Linked DNA regions of Sus scrofa: region 1 is linked to region 2. Evidence: chromatin contacts called from public HiChIP or PLAC-seq data. All regions are on one chromosome and are shown on one strand. Each heading gives the region's core, a stretch centred on a gene start, on an enhancer-like site or on the middle of the called end of the contact. The rest is flanking DNA. Distances are from core to core; before and after follow the strand shown.

The links. HiChIP or PLAC-seq counts read pairs in DNA pulled down with a chosen protein or histone mark.
Region 1: an H3K27ac HiChIP or PLAC-seq map of alveolar macrophages shows a contact between it and region 2. The contact joins the promoter of ARID4A here to the promoter of PSMA3 in region 2. A contact is called at or near these places in 1 of 5 promoter capture datasets (liver), 22 of 47 Hi-C or Micro-C datasets (alveolar macrophages, blood, brain and 11 more) and 2 of 2 datasets of contacts at active chromatin or transcription factors (alveolar macrophages and skeletal muscle).

Annotation. Positions count from the first base shown.
Region 1 is chr1:187,384,069-187,386,773 of Sscrofa11.1, reverse strand. It overlaps ARID4A (AT-rich interaction domain 4A), which reads right to left and starts at 1,420. Exons shown (of 24, transcript NM_001244179.1): 1 at 1,240-1,420; 2 at 97-153. The coding sequence starts at 102. It overlaps LOC102165044 (a long non-coding RNA gene), which reads left to right and starts at 1,758. Exons shown (of 4, transcript XR_301235.3): 1 at 1,758-1,986.
Region 2 is chr1:187,340,902-187,343,685 of Sscrofa11.1, reverse strand. It overlaps PSMA3 (proteasome subunit alpha type-3), which reads right to left and starts at 1,455. Exons shown (of 11, transcript XM_001927990.5): 1 at 72-1,455. The coding sequence starts at 92.

The DNA of each region.
Region 1 (2,705 bases), core at 171-2,670, 43 kb before region 2:
AAAAATAAAGAAAAGAAAAATGACATTCCACAGCTCTAGCCTCACGACAGGCAGTGTCCAGGGCACGAGGTTCCGAGCAGCGTCGACTCCACTTACCTTCATTTTTACTGGTGATCTGTGGGGTTCCAGCTCAACGAGCTATCTTCTCTACCGCTGGAACCAAGGGGAGGGGAAAGACGAGCACAGAATCAGTCAACAGAGGGGAGCGACTCGGGGAAAGAAAGTAAACAAACGCCTGCGGGGAGGGGCAGAACCCTCACCAGGGAGGGCGAAAGAGCCCCTCCGAGGGCAGCCAGGACGCAGGAGCCGGAGGGGCGGCGAGAACCCCACGGGCGCCAAAGGGCAGCGGTTCCGCCTCAGAGTTCGCCAGCGGCCCACCGCGCCCCCGCCTCGCTCGCCACTTTGACCCGGAATGCTCAACTCAGAGCCCCAGGACGGCACGCTCCGGAGAAGGGCAGGGCGCCGTTGGGGCTTCCCCAGGTCCCCTGCAGGCGCGGTCGCCGAGCCTCCTCCCGGCCGCCCCCGGATACCCCGACTTCGGCCCGCGCCCCGCCTCCGCAGCTCGGCCCCCTCGGCCCGCCCCGGGCCCGCGGTGGCGGCAGCGGAGTGTCACGGCGCCATTGCTCTCCTTCCTCCGCTCTGCACCATGTCAGGAAGGAGAAGCGCTTCTTCACCCCAAGGGGCAGGGGCCGCGGCCTTCAGCTTGGAGGCGCGCGAGGAAGGGAAGACCCGCGAGGGGGAGGGGGCTGGGGGGGCGGAGAGGAGGAGGGGAGGTGGCCCGGACAGGGTGTGGGAGGGGAGGGGAGCCGAACGGCAGCAGCCGCCGCCTCCTCCCCGCGCCCGCCTCAACTTTTTGTACAGCCCAGAGCGGTACCAGCCCCCAGCCCCTCGGGTCCTGCCACGGACTCCAGGGGGGAGGACGCGCCGCGGAGTTAGAGGCCGGCTCCCCCAAGCAGCCAGCTTCTCGCCGCGCGGAAGCAAACTTAGCGGCGCGGCCAGCCCCACAGCCATTTTCCCGGGGAACCCGGGGAAGCGGCCGGGGAGGCAGCTGCAGCGGCTGTTCCTGCAGTTGCTGCCGCTGCTCCACGAACTGCCCCTTCTCCTGCGCTTGTCGCCCCGCTTGCCAAGCATCCCCCTCCCCACCTCCAAAGCTTCCAACTGTACCGGGACCCCGGGCAGCAGCACCAGCTGCTAGTACCGCTTCGTCCATTCAGTATCGCCCGCTTCCCTTCTCCCCACCTACCAACTGAGGGTGAAGTGGGCGCTGTCAGCTCCCGAGTCCTCCGCCCCACTGACCCCCGTGGGCCCCCGTCCGGGCAGCACCACTCTCGGCCGCCGCGGCAGTTCCTGCGCCCGGTTCCCTACTCGCCCGATTTACTGCCACAATCCACCAAATAACAAGCTGTTGAGCAGTCTCGCTTCTACACGAACTCCTATTGGCTGCTCATGACGCCGAAGAGTTTCGGATTGGAGCTCGCTACCTGCCGTCCTCATTGGATGTAGCTCTGAAACTTCCCGGATTGGTGCGAAAAATAGCAGGTAGGACATCTTCCACTTATGATTGGCTGTCTCCGAAGACTAACGTTACTGGAGAATCAGGTATTGAGTTAGTAAATCCTGAGAAATGATTGGTAAAGAGGACTCCGGATGTGCTTGACTGAGCACTGATTGGTCAATTGGGGGGGTCAGGAAGAGCAGTTCGGCACGAGGATTGGCGGTGGGGTGTCCCATGGAAACCGAACCCGGCGCTGCGCCCAGGACTTGCACGGGGGCGGGGCAGGTCTTTCCAAGACGCCTGCGCCGAACCAGCTTGTCGGCGCCATTTTGTCTGGGCAGCGGTGGCTGCAGCTCTATCGCTTTTTATGTTTCTGGCCAGACGAGAGCGGATTCTTTAGTCTGTAGATTCGTTTTTCTGCGGCACCCATCCACCGTTCTCTCCAGGACAAAACCTAGTGAACGTTGGAAGAGTCGCGATCTGCCGGAAAGGTCAGTTCGAAGCTGTGGTTGTCCGGTGGGCTGGGGGATGGCGCAGCATTGGAGGCACCGGCACCGGAAGTGAGGGGGCCGCGCGGCAGCCATGGCCGGGTATGTTCTCCCTGCGGCGGGGAGGGGAGCCGGGAGGCGGGTTGAGAGGGGGCGAGGCTTCCTCTCCCGCTGCCAAAGAGAAAGAGGCGGAGGAGACGAGCTGGTCTTTTTTTCCTGGCCGATCCTTTGGGCTCCTCTTCTCTGGGAGCAGTACTTCCCTTCTTTGGAAGTGGGTTTCGGCAGCTTGTCATACTCTGTGATCGAGTGTCACCAGTTATAGGCTCCTTTTTCAGGAAGACGGGGAAGGTAAGGTTCTTAGACCCTCCCTACCTGGGGAGAGGTGTTTCCGCGTGCTCCTCCCGCGATGAGGCAATAAGGAAACTGGGTTTGGGGCGCTGAGGAATTCTCTTGGCAGCAGCCCTGCTACTTTAGACGTGCAGCTGTGCCACCCTTCTGGAGCCTTATACTACTTTGGGGGAGGAAATACAGGGACTGAAAACTCCTGACCTAACCCTTATCATCACTCCTTAGAGGAAAGGTCCTCCCCGGTAGGACTTTGTTCAAGGCAGCCGTTGAGCTTGTTGTGATCTTGTGTTGTTTTCAATAGAACAAAATTACATTTGAAATTGTGGAAATAAAGTATTAATTAGCAAGTTGAGTTAAAGAATGAAATAATTAAA
Region 2 (2,784 bases), core at 206-2,705:
GCAGTGTGTCCACGTTCCCTTCTACGCTGATCCTTAGGCTAGACTATCACGCCGAGAAACAACGAACTTACCCCGGTGCCGATTGAGCTCATCGTGCTAAAACCACCAGGCCGCCTAAGGCTTCAGGCCCAAAGCGAACCCCTCACACCTCAGTACGCAGACTAGTAACAGGCTCTCTCATTGGCTGTTCTTCCAACCAATAGTTTTCCTCTCTGTGGCTTGTTCCTGGATCCTTACCCACAGAACAGAGAATTGTGGGGAAAGGGGGTGGGGAATGCGCGTAGCGGGCAACGCGCCTGTGCAGAAGCAGCGGAGGTCGGGTTAAGCAGGACTGATTCCTTCCTCTTCGGTTTCTCTCCGGAGGGTTGTCGGGGGACTTTGAGTCTTCCAATTGCTTGAAAAGCTGCTCCAGTCTGTTTCCTAGGAGTTATCTCTTCTCCTTCGCTTTTTCTTCCCTATTCTTTCTTAAAGCAAAGTGGAGAGATGTTCTTATACTCTTCCAAAGGCCAAAGGAAATGGTAGAGGAGGCGTCTCCACGCTTGACGTCCTGATTGTAACCCAGTTATCTTGATGGCGTCCCCTTTATCCACCCCTCCTCACAAGCAGGAAGGAAGATGGACTCTAAGGGTATCAGCTTTGAGCTCAGATCGGAGTTTTACAGAAGAATTAGTACTTTTTCATATAACTACTTAATAGAATTAAGAATAAGACTGAAGATTATTTTAACTCAGTATTCAGTTAAACACTGCTGATAAGACTTAAGAATTTGTACATAAACTATAATAAAAAATTCTTTAAACGGTAAAGAAGACATGACCTCCCCTCTTAATGAGTTTACATTTAGTGGGAGGAAATAGACAACAAAGAGTAAATAGGCAAAATAGTTGCACCACGTGGTAAAAAAGAGACAATGGAAGTTTGAACTTTAGACCTATTTATTAGGGAATTACTTTGTAAAAGGGGGATATTTAAACTGAAACTTGGGATTGTTATGGGAGTATAATTCCAGTTCCAAGGCTGTCGGAACTGTCGGGTCAGTATGGCCTGTCATAGTGATTAAGTGGTGAGAGTGACAGGAAGTGAAATCAGAGAGGTGGACACGGGGTCAGATCTTGTAGTGGTTTGGATTTTAATCTCCGATTTTAAATGGAAAACCATCAGCATTTTTAACTGCTAAATACTTCTGTGTGTATTTCCCCAAAAAAGAACATTATTTTACATGCCCACAGTACAACTATGAAAATCAGAAAATGTATAATGCTTTTTTCTAATCTACAGGCTTTATTTAGATTTTGGCAAATCTCTCAATAATGCTCTTCATAGCAAAAGAAAATACAAGATAACACACTGCATGCAGTTGTCATGTCTCTAGTCTCCTTTAATCTGGAAAATAATTTAATGTTTCTTTATGTTTCATGGCATTAACACTTTTGAAAAATACAAGCCATTTCCTTTGCAGGGTATTCCAAAGTTCAGGTTTGTATGACTTTTTTTGCATGATTAGATTCAGGTGATGCATTTTTGTCAGGAATACCACAGAAGTAACCTTGTATTTCTATTAGGAGGCACATGCTGTCATTTGTGTCCTTATTGATGATGTTAACTTTGATCACTTAAGATTTCTCCACTATAGTTTCTATCTTGCTCTTTGTAGTTAATGAATACCTTGTGAAGAAATACCTTGAGGCTATGTAAATATCCTGCTACTCCTCAATCTTACACCCGCTAGTTATAGTATCCTGTGATTCTTATTTGAATCAATTATTATGATAATGGTTGCCAAATGGTGATTTTCTAATTCCATCATTCCTTCCACAGTTACTGGCTTTCTTCTGTAAGGTTATCAGTAGGTTTTTAAGCAGACTGATAGATCTAATTTAGTTATTAAATGATCTCTCTTGCCTCTGTGTGAGGAGTGATGAATACAAGGAAGGATAGAAGCACAGAGAATAGTTGGAAAGCTATTGCAGTCCTGTGGTCAAGCCATAATGGAGAGTGTGTAGAGTGGTGGCAGTGGAGGTGGAAATATGTGGATGGATTTTAGATATGTAGGGCTTGCTGAAAAATTGGATTAGAAAGTAAAGGAGAAAGAGGAAATTCAATTGCTTCTTCCTGCTAATTAAGCACCATAATTAAAGTTAGTTCTTATTCTTAAACAAATAGATAGAAGAAAGGATTTGGATATTCTTGGAAGACTAGCGTTTAATTTGCCTAATCCTCACTGAAATATTCTGGTTGCAATTTTTCATGCGAGATCCTGAGTTAGACCATTGTGGGCCAAGAAAGTGCGGAGGGAAGTTAAAAAGAGTTCACCCTGAAAGTAGATTATAAGCAGTCCAAACTTGTTTAGGGAGCCAGTTAAACTTTTAACAGGATTTGAGTGCCTAATGGTCTTTGTCTATTCACTAATAATTAAGAATTTGAAGCTCTTTCTGAACTTGTTAGTTTAACTGCTTACTTGGGGGCTGGATTGTTGATTTATCTTGTAACTCAGAAGAATGCATTGAATTGTGTGGCCTGAGGATCTTGACTAGTGCCTGATTCATTAGCGGATTTAAAAAGTATGAGTATGAATGCATTTATTTTAATTACTTTACTTTTGGAAATAGTGCATATAAAATTGCTGTGTAATTTACACATATCATTCTTAAAAGGTGATAAAACTTTTGAGATTATCATAGTCTGTTTTATACTTCCACTTATTAGAATACATAACAGTGCTTTTACACATGGTAGGTGCTTAATAAATGTGTTGAAAATGCAGATAAATACAAATTCACTTAC